Linked DNA regions of Sus scrofa: regions 2 and 3 are each linked to region 1. The links are chromatin contacts, called in public Hi-C maps. All regions are on one chromosome and are shown on one strand. The core of a region is the stretch at or near the end of the contact, and the rest is flanking DNA. Distances in the headings are between cores, read along the strand shown. Region 1 holds the start of AAMDC (mth938 domain-containing protein). Region 2 holds the start of NDUFC2 (NADH dehydrogenase (ubiquinone) 1, subcomplex unknown, 2, 14.5kDa). Region 3 holds the start of CLNS1A (methylosome subunit pICln).

Region 1 (4,796 bases), core at 1,181-3,680:
TATTTTACCACATATTAAATTAAAACTTTTTTGCTATGATAATTCATCACCATAGATATTTTCCTAAAGTAAGACTTTTTTTCTTTTACTTTTTACTTTTTTATTGTGGCAAAATATACATAACATGAAATGTACTATTTTAACCTTTTTTTTTTTTTGCTGCGACTGTGGCATGTGGAAGTTCCCAGGCCAGGGACTGAACCCTGCCACAGCAATGACACCAGATCCTTTAACTGCCAGGCCACTAGGGAACTCCTCATTTTATTTTTAAATTTTTATTTATTTTTATGCTTTCTTTAGGGCCACACCTGTGGCATATAATAGTTCCTGGGCTGGGGGTTGAATTGGAGCTACAGCTGCTGGCCTACACCACAGCCACAGCAACTTCGGATCTGAGCCGAGTCTGCGAGCTACACCACAGCAACGCCAGATCTTTAATCTACTGAGTGAGGCCAGGGATCAAACCAGCATCCTACTGTCAGGCTCATTGCCACTGAGCCACAATGGGAACTTCCAGAACTCTTCATTTTAATCATTTCAAAGTGTATAGTTCAATGGCATGAAGTACATTCATACTGATGTGTAGATTTTTATTTCATCAGTACTTCTTTTTTTTTTTTTTGTCTTTTTTGCCATTTCTTGAGCTGCTCTCACGGCACATGGAGGTTCCCAGGCTAGGGGTTGAATCAGAGCCATAGCTGCCGGCCTATGCTAGAGCAACAGCAACGCGGGATCCGAGCTGTGTCTGCAACCTACACCACAGCTCACGGCAACGCCGGATCCTTAACCCACTGAGCAAGGCCAGGGATCAAACCCGAAACCTCATGGTTCCTAGTTGGATTTGTGAACCACTGTGCCACCAAGGGAACTCCTCATCAGCACTTCTTTAACTGGAATTTTCAAGGGTCTTTCTAAAGTTCAAAAGAACATTTTTTTCCTTTAAAAAGGATTTGTGTATTAGAAATCAGTATTCCAGGTAATAAATTTTGCTTACAACATAGAATTTTTTCTCTCTCTCTCTCTTTTTTTTTTTTTTTTTTCTTTTTGGTCCCATCTGCAGCATATGGATGTTCCTGGGGCCAGGAGTCAAATCTGAGCTGGAGCTGTGACCTGTGCCACAGCTGTAGCAACACCAGATCCAGAATCCACTGCACTGGGCTGGAATCGAACTGGCAGCTCCACAGAGACAAGGAGGATCATTAAACCCACCATGCCACAGAGGGAACTCCAGAATTTTTTCCTCTTGATAAAGGAGTCTTGTTGTTTCTTTAGCTAATTAATATGACACAGACCATTATGGTTTTTCTCCTTTTTACCTAGAAATTCAGAACAAAATTCAATGTTTAATTGTGGTGATCATTTTCTCTGTTCTCAACATAATCGATTGCCTATATATTTCTTTACTTTCCTTTAATTATTATTCTGTTTTACATAGTTTACATTATACCTTGTTTGTAAAATTCTTTTTAGTAAGTAGAAACTATATAACCTTAAAATGCACACAGAAACTTTTGGCTCAAAGTAATGAACTGTATAAATTGCATATTGCTTAATTCAATCTAAATTTTAGGAACTCTTTTCTTCTAATATAATAGCAACTAATATTTTTTAAGAATTTACAATGTGCCAGGGCATTGTGCTAATCAGTGTACTGTGAATTATCTAGTAAAATCCTATGATATAGGTACTATAACCACTCCCACTTCACCGAAGTTTAAAGAAATGAAAAATCTGCCACGTCCTGAAGCCATTCTATTAGGGCTCAAGTCTTGCTTTTTGTCCTTGCAACCCAGCTGGACCAAGTCTCCTACCAAGTCCGCCCTCAGGGCAGGTGTAGCCCACCTCTGATTCTGGTCCCCTGCAGCGCCTAGTTTCCCAGATCTTCGCACCTCAACAAAGTCCCCCACCCCCACCCAGACAACCGCAGGAGGGCCCTGTCATCTCAAGCCTTGGTTCCCGTGAAGGGCATGGTCCCTTTAGATCCTGGTTTCCTATCAGGACCACAACTCCTCAGGGTGACGATCCCAGCAGAGCCCCGGTGCATCAGGCCGTCGTCCTCCAGAGTCTTCAGGCCCTGCTTTTCCAGCACAGGTGCGGTTCTTGTACTTCAGCAGTATCCCTCAGCAAATTTTCGCTGAGACTTCTTCATAAAAGGTCCCATCCCAACATAATTAATTAATACATTTCCCTTCTCCTATTTTTTTCTCATAATCGTGCTTTTTCCCCAAGTGTCCTCTTATTCACTCCCTTCAACTTCCCCTACTAACCAGTAGCCCAGTTTCAGGTCGAGGAGCGCCCCCAAAACTTACCCAACGCCCTCTCTCCAAGGAGCCGCACTCTCAAACCGCTCCGTGCTTTACCTCTCACCTACGTTCAGGCTGTCGCATCTAAACGCTCCTCCCCTTCGCCCGCCCTGAAAAAGCCTTTCGGCCAGTCGACGCGCGAAGCTCCGCCCCCTTCAGGTTTATTGGTCACCGTTCCTACAAAGTCCCGCCTCCCAGCTTCCAGCCCGCCTCCCTGCCCTGCAGCCCTTGTTTTCATTCCTCCTGTCACACCGAGGCAGTGCAAACCCGAGGTGGGAGGAGTGGAGAAGGGGGTGGGGGTGCGGAAAGAGGGCGGAAAGTGAAAGGCACGGAGCGCCTCTCTTTCCTCCGTCTGACTCGGTTCTCGACTGCTCCGGGCCGCTGTTGTATTGTGGGATCGCGGCGCCGTGCCTGAGACGCTCGGATCCGCAGGGGCGCCCACTTGCTAGCGCCTCCTGTCGCCTGTAAGATTGCCCTGCTATTCCTCGGCACCCCAACTCCCCCCACCCCTCCATCGCCTCCTCCTCCTCCATCTCCAGTTCAAATGGCGGCGGCGGCGGCAGCGGCGGCGGCGATGGCTCCTCCGGGCTGCCCGGGTTCGTGCCCCAACTTCGCCGTAGTCTGCTCTTTCTTGGAGCGCTACGGGCCGCTGCTCGACCTGCCCGAGTTGCCGTTCCCCGAGCTGGAGCGGGTGCTGCAAGCTCCTTCGCCGGACGTCGGCAACGGAGAAGGTAAGCGAGGGGCCCGAAAGCCCGGCGGGAAGCGGCCCTGGCACACTCCTTCTCTTCGTTCTTCGCCGACACCCCGGGCCTCCGCGGCTCTGTCCTCCGGCGGGGGCGCAGTTCCGCCTGGCCAGTCTTCTCCGCCCAGCCCGGGGGGTCTTGGGCAGTGGGGAGGCGGGGCGGAGGCCCCTAGGGCCACTCCGCCCGGCGCCCAGGGACGGTGGGGGCTTGGCGGGTCAGGTCTGGGCTGGGGGCGGGGAAGGGTCATTGTGCTGGTCGGTCGCCCCTGGGACTGGTATCCCGCGGCGGGGGCCGGCCCCCACCCCTACTCCTTCTCGGTGGCGGGGGAAGGCGAGGGCAGGTTCCGGCCAGCTTTGCGCTTTCTCCTCCACCCCTCCCTCACTCCCTCCCCTCCTCCCACATCCTCCGACCATCTCGGGGGAGGCTGGGCTCATCTTCTCGGGGCGCCCCTTTCTCTCCCTCACCTGGGTGGGCGGGGCCAGCGGACACTTCATCTCTCCCTCCTCTAGTGGGAACTCCCCGAGAGAGTCGGCTTGGTCTCTCTTCCCTTCTCCTCCAGGGCCGGTTTAACCCCTGAAACTCCTGTCGGAGGTTTGCTCCTCCTCCTGATGAGGGGGTCCTTCTCCATTCTTGTTTTGGAGGGGGAGGTGAAGTCGGTTCAGCTTCTCCACTTTGGAGGGTAGAGGGTTAATCCCCCCCCCATAGTTTTCCTCCTCCTCCCCACCTTCCCACAAATAATAGAAAAGCATCTCCCGACTTTTCCAGTCCTTCCCCCTTCGTCTTGGCAGTAGGGCTTAGGGGAAGAAGAAGTCGCCCTCTCATTTGCAGGGTGGGGTGGAGTGGTTAGTGTGTAGGCTGGAGGAGGGGCTCAGACGGAGGGGAAAACAGTTGAAGAAGGTGCTTGTTGCTCATGTTTCTCTCTCTGGTGCCGCTGGTCTATTATTGGTGTTCGCAAGTGGTGCTCCTTCCACATAAGGCCACCGCGCGGTGCAGGGCGCATGCTCTGCCCGGCCCCATTGAAACTTCCTGCTGCTGCTGCTGCTGCTGCTGCTGCTGGGTCTCTCGCTGGAGCATCTCCGCGCAGCGCCTGCTGCCTGCAACCCTCACTGAGCGCTTACACGTATTCCCTGTTTATTCTCGATCCATGCCTCCCTTTTTCTGGCACATTTCTTCCCTCAGAGAAGGTTTTATTTGTTGAACTCTGAGCTTTGCCTTTATCTGGGAACAGCCCTTGGTGAGAAGAAACGTTTCCAAATAGGTCTTTATCCCCCCTTCTTTTTTTCCGTAGAGGTGGCCAAAGTGGACTAGGTATTGTGCAAAACAGATAGCTATTTCCCTTCCAAGAAATCAGGATCGATCTTCAGTTCTCTCAGGGAAATGAAGAAGTTTCTATTAACAGAATATATTTACACAGCTAGGAAGAGCCCAAGTGTGAAGTTCTTCAAAATATTACCTATAGAGCGAATAATATCATGGCTACCAAAGACTCACATTAATACAGGAGTTATGGTGCAGGCGTTTGTCTCTTCTTACCTGCCAAATGTACTCTACCATTCACAAATTCTGGCATATAAAATGTTGCATATATAAAGACTACCTACAGAATTTCTTGAAAAATGAAACTCCTCAGTATTGTAATTCAAGTACAAATTTACATTCATTTGTGAAGGAAATGGTTATTATGGAGGAGAATGCCTTATAAGTTACTTTAGGATACCTTGAGAAATGAAGGTGGTGTATCTTTAAGAGA
Region 2 (4,796 bases), core at 1,252-3,751, 210 kb before region 1:
GACCTACACCACAGCCATAGAAACTCGGGATCCAAGTTTTGTCGGTGACCTACACCACAGCTCACAGCAACACTGAATCCCCAAACCACTGAGCAAGGCCAGGGATCGAACCTGCATCCTCATGGATACTAGTCAGATTCAGTTCCACTGTGCCACAACGGGAAATGTACTGCACTTGAGAATTTATATTCTAGGAGTTCCCTTCATGGCCCAGTGGTTAACGAACCCAACTAGTATCCATGAGGATGCAGGTTCGACCCCTGGACTCTCTTAGTGGGATAAGGATCTGGTGTTGCTATGAGCTGTGGTGTAGGTGGCAGATGTGGCTGGGATCCTGAGTTGCTGTGGCTGTGGTGTTGGCCAGCAGCTGTAGCTCTGATTCGACCCTTAGCCTGGGAACATATATATGCTGTGGATACAGCCCTAAAAAGAAAAAGAAAGAAAAAAAGAAAAGAATTTATATTCTCTCGGCTAGTGATTTGTAAGAGCCAAGAAGTAGAGTAGTTGAAGTGGGAGAAGTAGGCAGGGCCCAAGTCATGCAGGGTCTTTTAGGCCATTGTAAAGAATTGAACTTTATTTTATGTCAAGTAGAGGAAAACAGTGTTTTCTTAGTTATATTTTCATGTACATGGAGAAAGATTCAGAAAGTCCCCAGCCACCCAACTCCTCTACCAAGAGGCACCCATTGCTATCAATATCTTGTGTATCTTTCCAGAGACAGCAGAGGTATTCTGTCCACACACAAATATCTCTATACACACAAATTATACCTACTGTTACATTCTTACTTCTTTTCTTAGTATATTTTGAAGTTCGTTCTATTATCAGTACACATAGAAGTGACTAACAAAGGCTTAATCTCCAGAATACACACACAGTTCATACAACTCAACAATAAAACAGCCCAATCAAAAAATGGACAAGAGTTCCCATCATGGCTCAGCGGAAATGAATCTGACTAGTATCCATGAGGATGCAGGTTCAATCCCTGGCCTCGCTCAGTGGGTTAAGGATCCAGTGTTGCCATGAGCTGTGGTGTAGGTTGCAGACACGGCTCAGATCTGGCATGGCTGTGGCATAGGCCAGCAGCTATCGCTCCAATATGACCTGTAGCCTGGGAACCTCCATATGGCGGGGGTGCAGCCCTAAAAAGACAGACAGAAAGAAAGAAAAATGAACAGAAGGTGCACGCTTCAGCAGCAGAAATACTAAAAAAATGTGTAAACCTCACTGGAATATTTGTGTTTGCCTAGTGGTTCATCTAGTGCTGGAAAATTTGCATAATCCTGAAATAGATTTTTGGTGGTTTTCATTCTTTTGATATAATTTTAAAAGAAACATTTAGTTAAAAAAAAAAAAAAAGACTGCAGGGATCTCTCTTGTGGTACAGTGGGTTAGGAATCCCAGTCACCCCTGTGGCCCAGATTCAGCCCCTGGCCTGGAAACTTCCATATGCTGCAGGCATGCCAAAAAAAAAGATTGCACAATAAAACTTTTTGTATATTATACTAGTATTTACGCAAGAGAGCTCCTCAGACATGTAATTACTGGGTCAAAAAGCGAATTTTGACCTCTGGAACATTTGCTGCCTTCCAGAAAACTGTTCCAATATACATTCCTTTAGAAAACCCTAACTTGAAATATACACAGATCTAGAAGTGCTTTTTGTAGGCATAAAAGACCCATCTTTTATTAATTGATATATTCTTCCACTTTGAAGGTCAATACCTGATGCATATAACTTTGCATGAACCTCTGGTTTAACGAATATTTCTCTAGATAAAATGTTGATCCCGCTAAAGAATAGACAAGAAAAGACATTTTAGCTCCTTGTTAGGAAACGCTGTCTAGACAGAGAGCTATTCAGAGATCTGAGTGCTTCAGTATTGGAGGCGGGCTAGTGGAGACTGGACAATTACTTGACAGATTGTTATGGATTCCTTCTTTTTTTTTTTTTTTTTTCACTCCTCAAACCTTTAGGAAATAGCTCGTCTCCCAGCCACGGGCAAGGACCTGAAGACCCAGGCTAAATTTCGATTTTGGCTACATGACCCAGTCTTGACTTCTGTGAATTCTTTATGGCTGACTGGACGTTAATTTTAGATTTTGAAAGGTGTGTCTGTGCGAATGAACGATGGGAAACCCAAAAAGTGAAAACTAGCTTTTATAAAAATGTAATTAATTACGTTTCTTAAAACTAACCATCAAACGCATTTGTTAATGTCATATGCAAAAATAAATTCTTGCTGAAGGAACATTCGGGGAAGGAGAGGCAATTGCGATTGGGAGGTTGAGAGAGAGAGAGAGAAAAGGGGTGTGGGGGGGGCTCGTTTTGCTTGGCATCTCGACCCCAGGAACCAAGCCTCCAAAACTCCACCAGTGGAGTCAGCGCCGGGAGTCAGGCGAACAGTGTGGGCCACTTAGTAGCCCGGAACCTCGCTTCCGCGGCTCCGGTAGCAGCGCGCACGGGGAAGCGTTTGGGCGCCGCACCGCCCTGCGCGATGCCCTTCAGCCCCGCGCTCGGAGGAGAAGGCTTGTGGCTTGGGCTCCTGCAGTGGTCGTGGTGCTTTTCTTTGTAGTTGGCGGCCTGAAACCAGGCCTCAAGTGGGAACGGCATGACCATGATGAGCGGACGGCCGGGCCGAGTGCCCTTACAGTTCCTTCCGAATGAGGCCCGGAGCCTGCCGCCGCCCAAGCTAACCGACCCGCGGCTCGTCTACATGGGCTTCTTGGGCTACTGCTCCGGCCTGATTGATAACGCGATCCGGCGGAGGCCAGTGGTGTCGGCCGGTGAGGGCTGCGCGGGCTGGATCGGATGGGAGGAGTGGGGGTCGCGGGGCTCAGGGCCGGCTCCACCTCAGGCTGCGCGAGGTGCCTTCGCTTTTCAGGGCCTTTCGCCTAAAAGGCCCCGCCTCGCCTTCCTGAGGTTTGCGTGCCCGCTCAGCTCCTCAGCATCGGGCCCGACTAGAGCGTCATTGCACTTCAGGTCCAACCGAGGGTGCAATGCAAACCACGACCTCACAGTGAGTCTGTAAGGACCAGGTGTGAACTCCCTGCTCCCCTCTCTGCGCTGTGGGGTGTGCAAAAATGGGTGATCAGTCTGTGCAGTGCACTACTAACACTGCGTGCATTATAGCATTTAGTCTTCCAACACCTTGGGGGAGGGGGGATTATCCACAGTGGGGAAACAGAGCCTGAGAGGGGTTAAAGCAGCTTGCCCAAGGTCATGTGGCGCGTTCTGTTTTCAAACCTCAGAGTCTCTATTCAGAACCAACACTTCTCAGATTTAGTGTGCATACTGATAACTTGGGGGTCTTGTTCAAATGCGGATTCAGATTCCTTAGATCTGGCGACAGTTTTGATGTTCACATTCTCTCAGATGCTGCTGGTCTGGAGACCTCACATAGAGTAGGAGGCTCTAAACCACTGGGTTGTATTTCCTATAGGTCAGTGGCCACCTGCCAGAGATCAACACTGGTAGTAGGTAACACAGTAGCTGTACTAAGGGCTGCAGAAGAGAAAAGAGGGAAACTGTAGAAGGTGTCTTTGAACTCAGCTTTGATATTTATTTTGACAGATACTTAGAGCCTTCCAGGCCCATGAGAGGCCAGTGGGAGTGAATGAGGGGAAGATGAGTGAGTAGGGTGATAAGGCAACAAAGATTTAGGTAGATCATGGCAGTTTGTTCTCTAGGCATACAGGAACCTTACATGCTTTTGAGAGCTGTGAGGGAAAGTGCAGGCATCAGACATGTGTTTTAAAAGGTCAGCTTGGGAGTTCCCGTTGTGATGCAGCGGAAATGAATCTGACTAGTATCCATGAAGATGCGGATTTGATTCCTCTCAGTGGGCCAGGGATCTGGCATTGCTGTGAGCTGTGGGGGTAGGTCACAGACTTGGCTCAGATCCCAAGTTGCTGTGGCTGTGGCTCCAGCTCCAATTCGACCCCTAGCATGGGAACTTCCATATGCCACAGGTGCACCCCTAAAAAAAAAGCATAAATAAAAGGTCAGCTTTGTCAGGAACTGATTGGAGTCAAAGGAGCCCATTTAGGAAGAAAGCTTATACAGTGGTTCAAGCAACCAGGAATCACCCCGCTTTTGCCTCTTTTGCCTTCCAGCTGTCTGTAAGCCCACCATATCAGCATTTCTGGTGCTCACATAGACTTGAAATTCCATCTGTGCTGGATGTATCACCACTCCATACTTGCCCAAGCCTGTTGCTTGGTGTCATGGAAAGAGGTCCACTTTGAAACTAAATGACCTTGCTCCACTGTCACCTTGGGCAAGTTGCTTGGTCTGAGCCAGTTTCCTCATCTGTAAAATAAGGATAATTCTTCTTTGCATTTTGTTTGTGTGGAGAGAATTATGGGAAATTCTGTAGGTAAATGACCTGGCACACAGAAGGTGCTAAACAAGTTTCCCTTTCCTTAGCTCTCGTTACGCAAATGATGTACCATATAGTTGTTCAGCCTTTATTGAGCTTTCTCTGTGCCAGGCAGTATTACACATTGGATATATCGGATAAACAGGTGTGGATCTAGGTGTGACACACAGTGTTCTAATAGAAGTGGGTGGGCAGAGTGTGCTTTGGAAGAAAGCAGATTGGAGAGATACTGTTCCAGAGGAAGAAAGGGTTGGCTAAACTTGAAGTATGTGCCACTTAATCTCACCTCATTGGTTTGTTTGTTTTGGCCATGCCCATGGCATGCAGCGGTTTCTAGGCCTAGGAGGTTGTATACAGGAATTTAGGATCCTGATGGCCATAACTGAAGAAGAGGCTGACAGGCTAGGTTTG
Region 3 (4,796 bases), core at 853-3,352, 160 kb after region 1:
TTTACTTTTCTAGGTACCTTGAATTTTCATATGAATTTTAGCTTCAGCATGTCAATTTTTGTCAAAAAGATAATTGGAATTTTGATAGGGTTCATATTAATCTGCTAATCATTTGAGGGAATATTGACTTCTTGACAAGAGTAGTAAGTCTTTTTCTCTTTTTCTTTTCTTTTTTTTTTTCTTTTTTTTTTTTTTTTTTTTTTTGGCTGCACCTGCAGCATGGGAAGTTCCTGGGCCAGGTCCCGCAACTGTAGCAACACTGGATCCTTAATCCACTGTTCCAGGCCAGGAATCAAACCTGTGTCCCAGCACTCCAGAGATACCGCCAGTCCTGTTCCACCACAGTGGGAACTCCTGAAGTATGGTTTTGTGACAGTGGAAAGGAAAACTAACTCATGATAAGAGGCAAAGCTGAGTGTCAGTGCAGGGCAGTCGCTGGGCTCATTCATCACCTCACTGCCTATCTTAGCAAAATGTTACAGACTGAGGGATAATTTGTGGCAAGTTATGTATGAATGTCAAGGCTCTTCTGTACACAGCCCTTTCCAGACTGACCTGGCCTACTTTCCAGCCCCATCATGTGTAGTGGTTGAAAGGGTGTTGGCTGTGCTGCCCTACTGCTCAGGTTCTAAGTCACGCTCTGTCACTTAGTTACTATGGACCTTGGGCAATTCAACCTTCTTATGTGTTTTCTTTTAAAAAATTTTTTCTTTCATTTTAGGGCCACACTGGAGGCATATGGAAGTTCCCAGGGTAAGGGTTGAATCAGAGCTGCAATCGCTGACCTACACCATAGCCACAGCAACGCCAGATCCGAGCTGCATCTGTGACCTACAACGCAGCTCACAGCAATACCAGACCCTTAGCCCACTGAGGAAGGCCAGGGATTGAACTGCATCCTCATGGATACTAGTCAGGTTTGTTACTGCTTAGCCACAACAGGAACTCCTGTGCCATATTTTAGATTCCACATATAAGTGATATATGGTATTTGTCTTTCTCTATCTGACTTACTTTACTTAGTATGATAATCTCTAGTTGCACCCATGTTGGTGAAAATGGCATTATTTCATTCCTTTTTATGGCTGAGTGGTATTCCATTGTACATATTTACTGTATCTTCTTAATTCATTCATCTGTCAATGGCCATTTATGTTTTTCTCTTTTTTTCTTCAAGTTTTAGCTACTTTGAGTAGTGCTTCAATCAACACTGGGTGCATGTATCACTTTGAATCATTGTTTTGTCATGGTACATGCCCAGGAGTGGGATTACTGGATCATACCGTAATTCTATTTTTAGTTTTCTGAGGAACCTCAATACTGTTTTCCACAGCAGTTGCATTAACTTACATTCCTACCAACAGTGTAAGAGGGATCCCTTTTCTCCACACCCTCTAAGCATTTGTTATTTGTAGACTTTTTTTAGGTGTGGGTGGATACCTCATTGGAGTTTTTTCTTTGGGGGGGCGCTCTCCCGGCATATGTAAGTTCCAGGCTAGGGGTGGAATCCCAGCTGCTGCTGCCGGCCTACACCACAGCTCACGGCAACGCGGGATCCTTAACCCACTATGCGAGGCCAGGGACTGAATCTCGCTGTAGTTTTGATTTCCATATCCCTAATAGTTATAGACCCGGGGATACGTGGCTTATGCACTAGGGCAGTGTCAGGACCTAGACGAATACCTAGGGCATAACTCTTAAGTTGAGGCCTGCACAGGCTGAGATGACGCAAGCAGGCGCGGTGAAAAAGCGGAATCCAGTTAGGAGACCGTTGACCTGTAAATCAGTGTGGCCTCTACTTTCTATGCATCTTCAGGTATGGACTCCCTATCTCACGCCTCCGTCTCCCCTTTTGTAGAAAAAGGAATTTATTATTCCTGCGCCTCCTCTCTCCCAGGGTTACAGTGATGACCCTGACCTAGGATGCCGTTGAGAACGCTCTGTCATTCCAAGCTTGGGGCTTCAGAAAAAGGAGGGTGACGGGAAACGGCGTCACTGCGACACACCGGGGCCTCTCTGGCCTCCGAGATCTTGCCCTAGAACAGCTCGTCTCTATGGCAGACAGGGTTAAATTCCGGGGCGGCTAAGTAGCTCTTCCGGGGTCATCGCGGCCGTTTCCGGGGCGGGACGCCGCGAGCGGGGTTTGTGGTGCTTCGGCTCGCTGGCGGCCTGTGTCTGTGAGCTCCCTGCTGCAATGAGCTTCCTCAGGAGTTTCCCGCCGCCTGGGTCGGCTGAGGGGCTCCGGCAGCAGCAGCCAAATACGGAGGCTGTGCTGAACGGGAAGGGCTTGGGCACTGGCACCCTTTACATCGCGGAGAGGTAGGGTCCCTGTTCCCTAGTGCGGGCGGCCTGCGCGCCGCCTCCCCCGGGCGCCGGCCTTAGGGACGATCGGCGGCGAGACCACCGCCTCGGGGGCTGCGGGGCGGGCTGCTGAGAGGAAGACTCGATTGTTCCAGTGTCCTGTCCTCGGTGCCGCCTCTTCTCTCTTCCTCAGGCAGGGCTCTCCTCTTTAATTACGCTTTTCCCCCGCGGTCCGATAAGAGTGTGGCTCTCCCTCAAGGGTGTCGTTTTAAAATGTTGAGTTTCCAGGCCCTGAGTTAGAGTCATCCATGTGCCTGCCTCCTGCGAGGAGCAGGCGTGAGAGCTGTTGCCCTGGGCAGGCTTGTAGGTTTAGGGCAGACTGTGCAGGGTTTTGAGAGTTTGGGTAAGGCGTATAGGTTTCTTTCTGTAGGTGTGGGTGGGAAGAGGAACATCCTCCGTTTCAGGGAGGCTGGGTTATATCCAGAGGGACCTTGCTCTCATTGTCATTCCTGGAAGGAATCGCCTTTTTATTTGAGTACCCGGAACACTATGTACTTTCATTGTCACATAGATATGTCTTAAATATCGAGGTGGCAGAATAGAGGTACCTATTTCCAGGACATAGTTCATTCTTTTTTTTTTTTTTAGGGCCTCACCCAGGGCATATGGAAGTTCCCAGGCTAGGGGTCCAATTGGAGCTACAGCTGTCAGCCTACACCACAGCCACAGCAACGTGGGATCCAAGCCGGTGTCTGCGACCTACAGCGCAGCTCAAGGCAGCACCGGATCCCCCACCCACTGAGTGAAGCCAGGGATCAAACTCGCATCCTCATGGCTCCTAGTTGGATTCCTTTCCGCTGTGCCACAAAGGGAACTCCGGTTCATTCATCTTCAAGCCAACAATGGCACATTGTTTTCTCCCTGTCCTTCAAATCTCTCTGACGTTTGTTTCTGCTGTTTACAGCCAGGGAGAATTTTCTGGTTATAAGAGCTCACATGGGAGTTCCCCCTGGGACTCAGCAGTAACCCAAGATGAGTATCCATGAGGATGCCGGTTTGATCCCTCGCCCTGCTCAGTGGGTTAAGGACCTGGCCTTGCTGTGATCTTGGTGTAGGTCGCAGATGTGGCTCAGTTCTGGCATCGCTGTGCCTGTGGTGTAGGCGGCAGCCGCAGCTCTGATTGGGCCCCTAGCCTGGGAACTTTAATATGCCCTGGCTACGGCCCTAAAAAAGAAAAAGAGCTTACATGATTATATGGGACTCACACAGATGTGCCAGGATAACCTCCCTATTTTGTCTTCAGTTGATTAGTATCCTTAATTACATACACAAAGCCCCTTTTGCCATGTTACCTAATATATTCACAGAAGATATGAAAGTCATGGGGGCCAAAACCTCCTGCCATAGAGGGCACAAAAAATGTAAAGAATGCTTGGTTTAGAGGGAAATCTAGTCATTGAGCAAACTTAGGAGTTTGACTAGTCACTGAGATAGGAAATGTGGATGGGAAGGAAAGCAAGTTTGGGGTAAGGAGCAGTTCATGAGTTTAGTCTGGATATGTGTGAATTAGTTGCACATATGAAGGGGTTTCTTGGGAGAGTGGTACTAAAGATGGGTAGACAAGAAGGCCAAGGATGGAAACCTGGAGACACAGCTACACCAAGAGATGATGGAAGAAGAGACTTAAGGGGGAGGAGCAGTCAAATAAAATCACATCTGAGAAGCACCTGTTGGGTATTGACAAAGACATCTTTAGTGATCTTGGGGGAGCAGTTTCTTTTAAGGGGTGGAAAGTGGAACACAGATACAGTCCTAGCCCTACAGAATCCCTTTTTCTCCATGGCTTCTCTGTGTATTGGCTCTTCTGTAGTATAACTCCTGTTTTGGAAAGGTTTTATACTTGTTTTTTCTTTTGGAAAAATTTCAGACCTAAAAAATGTTGCAGGTGTTGTTAATACCCATAGCCCCTTCACCAAGGATTCATCAGTTGCTGACATTTTGCCACATTTATCTCTTTTTTCTGATTTTTTTGGAGTTTCAGACACGTTGTCACTTCACCTATAAATACATGAACAAAAATCTCCTTAGAATAAGGGTATTCTTTTGTATAATAACTACAGTACAGTTATCACACTGAGGAATTACAAACTCCTTTTAAGCTCTTATCAATTAAAAAAAATTTGTTTCCAGAGCTCCTGCTGTGGCCTAGCAGGTTAAGGATCTGGCGTTGTCTCTGCAAAGGTGCCCTTTCAATCCCCGCCTGCTGCAGTGGGTTAAGGATCTGGATTCGATCCCAGGCCTGGGAACTTCCATATGCCATGGGCGCGGTGGAAAAAGAAAATTGTTTTTCTTTATTCAGCTTTCCATTAGCAAATCTTTTGCTTCTTTAATAAAATATTTTTGTAAAATATACATACGGAAAAGAATATAAATTAATGTGTGGTTTAAGGAATTATAATTAAACTAATATAACACTGCATAACACCGCCAGGTTA

The links. Hi-C and Micro-C count contacts between places; a contact is called where the count stands out from the background.
Region 2: a Hi-C map of subcutaneous adipose tissue shows a contact between it and region 1, with 1.7 times the contacts expected there. The contact joins the promoter of NDUFC2 here to the promoter of AAMDC in region 1. A contact is called at or near these places in 1 of 5 promoter capture datasets (liver) and 2 of 47 Hi-C or Micro-C datasets (heart right ventricle and subcutaneous adipose tissue).
Region 3: a Hi-C map of liver shows a contact between it and region 1, with 10 times the contacts expected there. The contact joins the promoter of CLNS1A here to the promoter of AAMDC in region 1. A contact is called at or near these places in 1 of 5 promoter capture datasets (liver), 10 of 47 Hi-C or Micro-C datasets (embryonic fibroblasts, heart right ventricle, liver and 4 more) and 1 of 2 datasets of contacts at active chromatin or transcription factors (alveolar macrophages).

What each region holds. Positions count from the first base shown.
Region 1 is chr9:12,276,161-12,280,956 of Sscrofa11.1, reverse strand. It overlaps AAMDC (mth938 domain-containing protein), which reads right to left and starts at 2,430. Exons shown (of 4, transcript XM_005667169.3): 1 at 2,310-2,430. RSF1 (remodeling and spacing factor 1) reads left to right here and starts at 2,837. Exons shown (of 20, transcript NM_001142834.2): 1 at 2,837-2,846; 2 at 2,849-3,034. The coding sequence starts at 2,849.
Region 2 is chr9:12,490,212-12,495,007 of Sscrofa11.1, reverse strand. NDUFC2 (NADH dehydrogenase (ubiquinone) 1, subcomplex unknown, 2, 14.5kDa) reads left to right here and starts at 2,501. Exons shown (of 3, transcript NM_001244743.1): 1 at 2,501-2,790. The coding sequence starts at 2,616.
Region 3 is chr9:12,110,974-12,115,769 of Sscrofa11.1, reverse strand. It overlaps CLNS1A (methylosome subunit pICln), which reads left to right and starts at 2,102. Exons shown (of 7, transcript XM_003482570.4): 1 at 2,102-2,319. The coding sequence starts at 2,195.